2 separate regions of the Mus musculus genome follow, and region 2 is linked to region 1. A link is a contact called in public HiChIP or PLAC-seq data. All regions are on one chromosome and are shown on one strand. The core of a region is the stretch at or near the end of the contact, and the rest is flanking DNA. Distances in the headings are between cores, read along the strand shown.

Evidence for each region. HiChIP or PLAC-seq counts read pairs in DNA pulled down with a chosen protein or histone mark.
Region 2: an H3K27ac HiChIP or PLAC-seq map of hepatocytes shows a contact between it and region 1, with 7 times the contacts expected there. The contact joins the promoter of Urad here to the enhancer-like site in region 1. A contact is called at or near these places in 8 of 39 promoter capture datasets (the 3T3-L1 cell line, the C10 cell line, embryonic stem cells and 4 more), 11 of 484 Hi-C or Micro-C datasets (embryonic stem cells, liver and morula), 4 of 115 datasets of contacts at active chromatin or transcription factors (astrocytes, forebrain, hepatocytes and 1 more) and 2 of 9 other capture datasets (adipose tissue and pancreatic islet).

Annotation. Positions count from the first base shown.
Region 1 is chr5:147,014,682-147,019,579 of GRCm38.p6, reverse strand. It overlaps Lnx2 (ligand of numb-protein X 2), which reads left to right. Exons shown (of 10, transcript NM_080795.4): 10 at 524-2,925. The coding sequence ends at 659. Among named protein-coding and RNA genes, the nearest start is that of Mtif3, 53 kb to the right of the region's middle. Within about 2 kb of position 1,864, at least 10 of the 459 cell types and tissues checked have an H3K27ac peak or open chromatin away from gene starts, as enhancers often do. A contact at or near this core is called in hepatocytes, liver and pancreatic islet, where this site is marked.
Region 2 is chr5:147,320,130-147,325,027 of GRCm38.p6, reverse strand. Urad (ureidoimidazoline (2-oxo-4-hydroxy-4-carboxy-5) decarboxylase) reads left to right here and starts at 2,588. Exons shown (of 2, transcript NM_001039678.2): 1 at 2,588-2,871. The coding sequence starts at 2,697.

The DNA.
Region 1 (4,898 bases), core at 615-3,114:
GAATGGCAACCAGAGCCCCATTGTGGGCCCCATGTGTAGTGAGGTTTCAACACATGTGGGTGAATGTGCTGGCAGGCACAACACTGGGGTCTGTGTGTTCATTTAGTCAATGGGGTGTGTGTGGTGTGTGCACAGGAGTGCGGGTGCCCATAGAGGCATCAGATCCCCTGGAACCGGAATTATAGACAGTTGTGAACTGCTGGGAACCAAGCCGAGGTCCCTTGAAAGAGCAAGCGCTCATACCACGAGCCGTCTCCTCAGCCTTAACTTGGTACTGTTTAGAGAGAGGACTCGCAAATGACGTTATTCTTCATGCCCTTAAGTCCCCACCAGTTGTGGGAAGGTTGACTCGGCTACTTTTGATTGCCAAGGGAGAGACTTGAGACATTTCTCAGTTGGTAATACCCCTGCCCTGTGACAGTTAGCCAGAGCAAACTGATCTCGATGCTGGACCACCAGGACTGTGTTTGTGATGCTATTGAGATAATGGCACTAATTCTGCCCCTGTTTGTGTTTTGTTCAGGTGTGGAGACATGATCGTAGCAGTAAACGGCCTGTCGACTGTGGGCATGAGTCACTCTGCTCTGGTGCCCATGTTGAAAGAACAGAGGAACAAGGTCACGCTGACGGTCATCTGCTGGCCAGGCAGCCTCGTATAGAGTCTTGACATCAGACTCCAGTCTCAATTCTTCCTGCAGGTCCGTGAAGGAAGCCCCTCCAGGGTGGCATATCTGCTGGGCAGCGACACAGGACAGCAATACTGACATCATCCTGTGTTTCCCCTTGGCTCGGAATCGGCTCCCACCAGCCCCAGGGGCTCATTTCAGATGCTCTCGGTGGCTGCCACGACTGTCCCTGGCTGGACGGAAGTGGCCTCTGTGCCTGCAGCAGCCTGCAGCAGCTCAGTCATGAAGCGAGTTCCACCCGCAACTCCTCCATCCGCAGCACCTCGCTGCTGCAGCGTCCGCAGCACCCCCTGCCCCGGAGACAGAGCTGCGGAGGGGCGCATCTTAGGTTTTCCTCATTTTCCATTGGTGCCAACATTTCAAGATTTTTATACCGTTTATAAAGTGACTTTTGGGCTCGTTTCTACTGCGGCTGATCTTCAGTCCTCAACTGAAGACATAAACCGAACACCACTGATGAGACTTAAATAATGTACTGCGGTTAAAATAGGAGAGAGTCAAGAATAATGCTATTGAAGGGACAGAGCAACCTGGGAGGCGACTTCTGGAACTGGCAAAGCTATGTTGCCTGGAACAGCCCAGAAGCACGAAGACTCTGTTCAAAAGGAAAGCTTTGTTGCGTAGGAAAAGTTTGGAGATGTTTTTCTAAAAGTCATTTCTAGAGTTTATATTTATCAGCAATCTTGTCTGGAGAAGTTTTTGTGATTTATGCAATTGAACTAGGTGATTAAATAACATTACTTCTTAAACATGAGTGCGCATACACACACATACACACACACACATACACACATACACACACACACCACAGCTAAGTTGAAAGGGAGCCTTTGATTTTTGTTCCTGTGTATTTTAGAAATCCTTAGTTTCCCCCAAGAGACCAAAAAGCTCTGTTTTTGTTCTTGTTTTTTTAATCTGAAATAGTAGATTTTAGATGTTAGTGTCTTCAGCTGTTGGTCACTTAACTTTCTTTATCTTTTTTTTTTTTTAATGTTTAGAAAGCTGTTTGTCCTTTATTCAACACAGATGACCCTTAGACGGCATAATGAGAAAGTAAATAAGAGGAAACAACCTTTGCCTGGTTAATATTTATACTTGAAAAATTCCACTTAGAAACCTCGTTCAAAGTCAGAGCTAACTTACACGTGAGCTCAGAGACAGATGGCATCGATAATCGTACAGGCTGCGGTGCCGCTGGGCGAGCCACCTCCTCAGCCAGTATTGCTGGGCTTTGTATCCCTGTCGCTGGTTCTTCCAAGTTAAATTCATAGTAAGAAGCCAAACAGGTCTCTCTGTGGTAGATAAGGGTTGCAATGGTGGTTGCTACTGGCTTGTTCAGCCCCGAGCTCCCCAGTCACCACGCAGCCAGCACACACACACAGACCCCCAGAGAGGGATGCGGCCCGAGCACCCCCCCCCCAATCACCTATGAAGCAATTTGATCCTGAAGTGCAATTGACGTGAAACAGTGTGTCCTGCTCCCCAGGTACAATTTTGTAACCAGCCTTGCTACTTTTTAAAGACTTTGTAAAACCTGTCATTTCTCTGGGGAGTGGCCATCCAACAGATAATCATAACTGCCACTTTGTTATACATAAAAATATGTCCAACCTGGTGGTCTGGTGAATATTTGGGGGGGGGGGGTAGGATTCTTTCAATATTATTTTTCTTATGAAAATCTCAGAGGACACTGGCTGTTCCGGGGTCTCTGTAATGGAATTTCTCCCTGATCTGTTAGTGTTGATGTATTTGTACTTTGTCAGCTAAGCACTTAATAACTGAATATTTTGATTTGTTCTGTGCCTTCAGCTTACATTCTTCCAGAATTTCTCAGATGTTTACATAGCGGTGCAACGGCCGTTCTGGGTGGAGGTAAATGCCATCCGCTTCGGAGCAGCGCAGGCATTCATCCGAGAGCTGTGTCCCTATTCACAGAGCCACTGCCCTCAGTCACTGCCTGCTGTGCCTGAGCCCCACACACACACACCCATGATGCCCCTGCTCCTGCAGACAGAACACACCATAGCCTATGCTGTCTTATGTCTTCCCCATCCAGAGTACCTCCAGCCCTTGGCTGTCCCTGAAGCTTGGCCCCCACGGTGTGCTGAGCTGACAGAGTCTTGGATGCACTGGGTTGTATTGGGTTACATAGAATATGTTATTACCGGTTTCTCTCTTACTTTTTCTCGTGTTACTTACTAGAACCGCTTTCAATAATTGAATTGTAATGACATCGGGAGCCCGCCTCATGTTTCCTCGGCACAGCATTCGCCTCGTCAGTCAGTCCTGACCCGTGGTGGCTTCTGTTTCCTCTACTAGTTAGCCCACTTGCTCTGGGGAGGGTGACTGACTACCAGATATCCTCACACTGAGGATGTGTGCTGTCTGACGATCGGGTCTGTCACTGAACGGTGACGCTGCACCTTGCTGTGCCTTCATTCTAGACTTGCCCCGTTCTGGTGAGGCCGCGCTGGAAGTGTCTGGGGGACAGCCTATTGGACTCTTACAGCTCCTACTGTGGGGAATCCACAGTGTGACCCGGCTGGGATGCAGACCAGTACTCTCCTTGCAAAGAGTGACCGGTGGCAGTCCAGGAGTTGACTGTGTTCCAGCCTGAAGGAGCAGTTTCATAAAAGCCCAGGATACAACCACAGCCTCACGTTGCCCAGGTTCTAAGAGCAGAGAGTCACTGGCATACGTTTTCCTTCTCTAGCAGGGGAACAAGTAGTTGAACAGGCTGTGCACACCAGCTTTTTCATTTCATTAGCCACGCAGAGAACTGGGTGGAGGAGTTGGCAGGTGTCGTCAGCCTTCTTGTGTTTTCATAAAACAAGATCCGCGGGCTGGGGAGATGGCTCAGTAGGTAAGAGCACTGACTGCTCTTCTGAAGATCCTGAGTTGAAATCCCAGCAACCTTCTGGTGTGTCTGAAGTCAGCTACAGTGTACTTATGTATAATAATAAATAAATCTTTGGGCTGGAGCAAGCAGGGATGGAGTTGACCGGAGCGAACAGAGGTCCTAAATAAAAAATAATAATAATAATAATTAAAAAATTCAATTCCCAACAACCACATGAAGGCTCACAGTCATCTGTATAGCTACAGTGTACTCACATACATAAATAAATCTTTAAAAAAAAAAAAAAAAGATAACCAAGTCACACCCACCTTAAAAGAGGAATGGTTGATTTGGGCCCATAGTCCCAGATTTCAAGCCGTGGTAGGTTAGGCTGTTGCTCTGATGCCTGTGTTAAGGTGGCATCTAAAGCAGGCATATCGTTATTATGGTGGCATGATGCTGCTTGCTTCACTCAGGATGGTAGCAGGAAAGGGACAGGACCAAAGTCCCAGCATCCAGGTCCCACCAATGCCCGCCTCCTTGATGTGCTACCTCACAGTAGCAGGAGAAGCCAGGCGCCAAGCGGCTAAGGGCACGTGACCCTCCGAGGACGCTTGCCCAAGCTACAGCAGTTGATTTAGAGGGTTTCATTTTCTTAGAGTACTGTGCAGTGTGACTTGGTTTTTGAATGGCCAAATCCTCCCTCTGCTGCTCCAGCTGCCAACTCTTTACTTCCTTTTTTTAAAAGATTTATTTATTTTATGTATATGAATACATTGTAGCTCTCGCACCAGAAGAGGGCATCAGATCCCATTACAGATGGTTGTGAGCCACCATGTAGTTGCTGGGAATTGAACTCAGGACCTCTGGAAGAGCAGTCAGTGCTCTTAACCTCTGAGCCATCTCTCCATCCCAACTCTTTACTTTCTAACTCTGGAACTTCAGAACTTGGTTTCTGGTCCTCTGCGTTTTACAGCAGGCTGCAGTACGATCCCTCGGATAGCTGAAGCTGTCGTTGGATAAACGGATGGTTAAACTTGAAAGTTCACACACCTGGATCTCGCCTCCAAGGGCGTTTCTCTCCCCTTTCCTCGAGCAATGGGCCCACGTTACAGTCAGTAATGCCCCATTTAGATTTAGCTGGGTTGTGGTTTGAAAAGCTCAGACTTGAAGCAATAAGGATATTTTTGTTTTTAAGATTTTGTGTGTGTGTATTTTTGTGTCTATATGTGTATATGCACATGTGTGCTGGTGCCCAGAGAGGCCAGAAGAGGGTGTCTGGCCCCTGCCCCAAACCCACTCCTTGCTGGAGTTCCAGGCATCTGGGAACTGCCCCGTGTGGGTGCTGGGAATTGAACTCATTCCTCTGCAAG
Region 2 (4,898 bases), core at 1,339-3,838, 300 kb before region 1:
CAAACCAGGGGAAGCAAGCCAGTAAGTAACATCCCTCCATGGCCTCTGCATCAGCTCCTGTTTCCTGACCTGCTTGAGTTCCAGTCCTGACTTCCTTTGTTGATGAACAGCAGTGTGGAAGTGTAAGCTGAATAAACCCTTTCCTCCCCAACTTGCTTCTTGGTCATGATGTTTTGTGCAGGAATAGAAACCATGGACTAAGACAAACAGCTGGTGATCCATCTCTCCAGACCTTCTTTTCTTTCTTAGGAAAAGTTTATTGACTATACCACAAGAGGCAGCCTGCTGGGCCATAACTAGGGTACTACTTGCCATGTCTTCCCTTTAAAAAAATTTTTTTTCAGAAATTTGAAATCTACCCCCCTTTCTTTCCCTTCTAACTCCCCCTATGCTTCCCACAACTGCTTATCAAGTTCATGACTAACATCTTCCATAATTACTGTTTTACACACACACACACACACACACACACACACACACACACACACCCTAGTGGGCCCATTTAGTGTTGTTCTTGTGATCATGTCGTTAGGGCTGACACTCGGGATTGGATAGCCTAACACGGGGCTCTCCACCGAATGCCGATTCTCTCTCTCTCAGCCTCGATTGCCTTTACACATGGTCATCATGCAGAGACTAGGTGACTGTGGCATGCTCAGCCCCAACTGGTAAGTCTACAATGCAATCCCTACACTCAAAGCCCAGGGAACATCAGGACTGAGGCTGTGGAAAGATTTTAAGAGTAGGATGTAGGGGTGGGGTTAGAGGAATGGTGAGAGAGGTCATGTGAGGGGAGCCTGTGATTGGGATGTAGAGTGAATAATTAGAACTGTCTGTAACAGACACACATTCAGGCAAGACACCAATGCACATAAAAGAATAAATCATTAAAAAATAATAAATACGCCGGGCGGTGGTGGTGCCCGCCTTTAATCCCAGCACTTGGGAGGCAGAGGCAGGCCGATTTCTGAGTCCGAGGCCAGCCTGGTCTACAAAGTGAATTCCAGGACAGCCAGGGCTATACAGAGAAACCCTGTCTTGAACAACAACAACAACAACAACAACAACAACAACAACAATAACATGGGGGGGGGGGGAGCCAGAGACGACCAGAATGTCTGCTGCTAGATAGTGCCTTTTAGACAGGAATAGGGAAGTCTCACCGGTCTAATCTCACCAACATAGTTGTCCAGACCTGTATAATGACATCACCGGCTGACATGCCAATACGGATGGGGAAAACTTTACAAGGTTTCACCCCCTTTAACATCCTTTAGCCTGTAGGCTAAGGCCACCCCTTCAAGCAGTGCTTTATAGTGATTGTACCAGCAGGGGGCGCCCGAGCACCACAGTTTCCGAAACAGAGTGTCAAACACCAGGTTTGACTTGTTACTGCCCCTTGGTACCTAGAAGGGCAAATATTGGGCGAAAGGAAAACAAGGCGTCTTTGGGGAGAATTTGTCCAGGGTGCAATCGTTTCTGGACTCGCGATAATGAGCGCTTTTCGTGCTTGTTCCTAGTCCCACACTGAGTTCTCCTGAGATCAGAGCCCCTCTCCTTCCCACACACTAGGGCAGGGGCGCCTCTCTTTGTGGCGCATGCCCCTACCCCACCCCCTTGCTGTGGTCTGTGGTCTTTCTAATCTTTTCTAGGCTGTTTCCCCTCCCCGCTCCCCCCTCCATCCCCCACCCCACCCCTACCCCGTGAAGAACACCACCAGTAACAGCCTTAGATAAACTGCTGCTGTGATAAAACACTTACCAAAAACAATCTAGGGAAGGCAAAGGTTTGTTTCAGTTTATAGTTTATAGGCTGTTGTTGAAAGAATCCAAGCCAAGAACTCAAGGTGAGAACCTGGAAGGCAGATTCAACCCTCTCTTCTTGGGCACAAACACACACACACACACACACACACACACACACGCTTGTACACATACAAAATACACCTAATTAAAAAAATATTTTTTTAAACGAGAGAAGATAGCACACTCCACCAGAGGCACCTTACCCTGTTCTGTTTACACTAATTAAGTCTATGTGGTGTTAAGCATTTAGAGTTCAAAGAAAGATTAAAACGCAGTGCCTGTGCTCTAGAGCAACAGCAAGGACAGATGAGGTGCTTGTGAGTTACCGTGTGGGTGCTGGGGACAGAACCAGGGTTGTCCCTGAGGACACTGTCCTGGTAATCCAGGCAGGTCACAGGGCCACCTGTTTGGTCTGCATGTGGTACACAGATTACATGCAGGTAAAAGCATACGTGCACACAGACAAGATGGTAATGGCACCAAGTGTCTGTCTCATTACATACGGCCACCGCCGCCACCTCTTGTTATGGCAATGCCTCGGGTGGAATCATTCTTTCTGCAGAAGTCTCTGCTCTCCTGATCATAGCCTTAAGCGGAGGTGGCGGATAGCTCAGTATTCGGGTGCTCCTCGAGCATGCGTGAGACCCTGGGTTCTGTCTCCAGCACACATATTACCCCTACCACCAACAAAACAGTTAAACCTGTGTTTCTCATCGCAGGACCGTTCTGGATAAGCTCCTCCCAGAGATATTTAAACCAGGGTCAGCTGCCCTTGCACAGGGCCAGCATGTGTGTTCAGCAAACACAACCCATGAGGAGGAATTAGCTCACTCGCTCGATGAGAGCGGACCACAGGCAGGGCAGAACACTGCCTCCAGTCCAGGATCAGCCATGGACATGGTGAAGGTCAATTCCATGGACTTCGGAGAATTTGTGGATGTGTTTGGGAACATTGTTGAGAAATGCCCTCTGATTGCCGCTGCTGTCTGGTCCCAGCGTCCATTCTCTGGCTTGGAAGACTTAGAAAATCACTTTTTTGCCTTTATTGATGCTCTCCCGAGATCAGGTAAGACTTCAGGACCGTGTGCGCGAAGTCATTTTCAATATTGTATATAAAAATATTTTAGATTACTTTAGCCTCCTTACTCAGTTATTTAGCCGGGATTATTAGAAGGATCAGTAGACATCCTTTCAAACGCTAGTCTCTTGAAGGTGGACACAAGAACATGGGGGCGGGATGGGCAAGGTAGCATGGATGGCCGAGGACAGCGGAGGCAGAGGGAGGACAATCTCTGAGGTCGAGACCAGCCTGATCTAGAGCGAGTTCCAGGACGGCCAGGGCTATTGGAGGTCAAGAATGGGAACAGGGCAAAGGCCTTGGTGACTCAGAAGCTGAAGGCCCACTTTGGCAATGCCCTGGATGAAAGAGAGGATAGCGAGGACCTCCCAGGGACCCCAGAGAGGAACGGGAAGCGCTGAGCGATTTTCAAAAAAAAAGGGCCGGTTTGGACCAGACAAGGATGCATTCATTTAGATCCCAAGACTCTTTGCAGAGAGAAGTAAAATGGGAGCAAAGCAATGTTTTCTGGGGAGAGTGGGCCACAGGGTGGGGAGAAGAGGGGGTAGAGGTTTATTCAGGATGGCACAGCGGCCGAAGGTCCAAAGGTACATAGTCCCTGTTCATAGGCTACTATGGGTTCTGAGAATAAACCCGACATGCCCTTGGGGAACAAAGTCAGAGGGTAGGAGTCACCTGCCCTTGAGACTGTTCTTAGTCTTCGGTCAGGAGGGTGGTCTCAGGACAGAGCAGGCACTCGCAGCTGCGTTCAGTATGGCTGTGACACTCTGTGGATTCTCAGACTCCTCTGTATGGCTGCCTATGAGAACTTACAGAGGAAGAGCACAGGTCCAGGTTATAAAATCAAGCTGAGGACTGGAGAGATGGCTCAGCAGTTAGGAGCACTGGCTGCTCTTCCAGTGGACTGGAGATCAATTTTAAGCACACATTCCCCACCCCCCAAAGATGCTCGCAAAGGCGTCTAACTCCAGGATCTGGTGTCCTGCTCTGGCCTCCGTAAACACCAAGGACACATGTGATGTGCAGACATACATGCAAACAAAACACTCAAATATGTGAAATTTAAGTGTGTGTGTGTGTGTGTGTGTGTGTGTGTGTGTGTCTATCTGTCTGTCTATCTGTATGTATGTTTGCAAATCAACTAATCAACTCAGGGTCTTTCTTGCTTATCCTGGGCACTCTACCACTAAGATGTACTCAATCTTTTTCACAATGTTTCTAGAACAGAGAGAGAGAGAAGAGGAGAGGAGAGGAGAGGAGAGGAGAGGAGAGGAGAGGAGAGGAGAGGAGAGGAGAGGAGAGGAGAGGAGAGGAGAGGAGAGGAGAGTCTCAATGTATTTGAAGGGTCATTTAAAAATCCTTAATGGGAAGTGGTGGTGAACACTGAGAAGGCAGAGGCAGGCAGATTTCTGAGTTCAAGAACAGCCTGTTTTACAGACTGAGTTCCAGGACAGCCAGGGCGCTCTCTATACAGAGAAACCGTGTCTTGAAAACAAAAACAAACAAACAAAAATCCAACATGCCTGTGCATGCCAAGTGTACCACATACACGCAGATGCCTACAGAGCCAGAGGAGGGCGGCAGATTCCCCTGAAACTGGAGTTATGGGCAGATGTGAACCATCTGATGTGTGTGCTGGGAGCTGAAGCCAGGCCCTCTGCAAGAACAGCAAGTGTTCATCACCACTGAGCCGTCTCTCCAGCTCGATCCAAAGGCTTTTGAAGAAAGTAAGCACACTAGGCTTTTCTAGATTATCTAAAACAAAATCTAGAAAGATGCGCGTGTGCATGCACATGTGGTATGTGTGATGTGTGAATGTATGCGCATGCATAGGGGTGGGGTGCTGATTTCTTCAACTGAGGTTTCCTCTTGACAGATGACTTTGGTTTGTGCCAAATCGACCAAAAGGAACCAGCGTGTGTGCGTGTGCGTGTGCGTGTGTGTGACATGGAACTCTTCCTGGGTAAGGATTTGTTTGGATTATCTAAACAAACAAACAAAGGAGCGAAGAAACT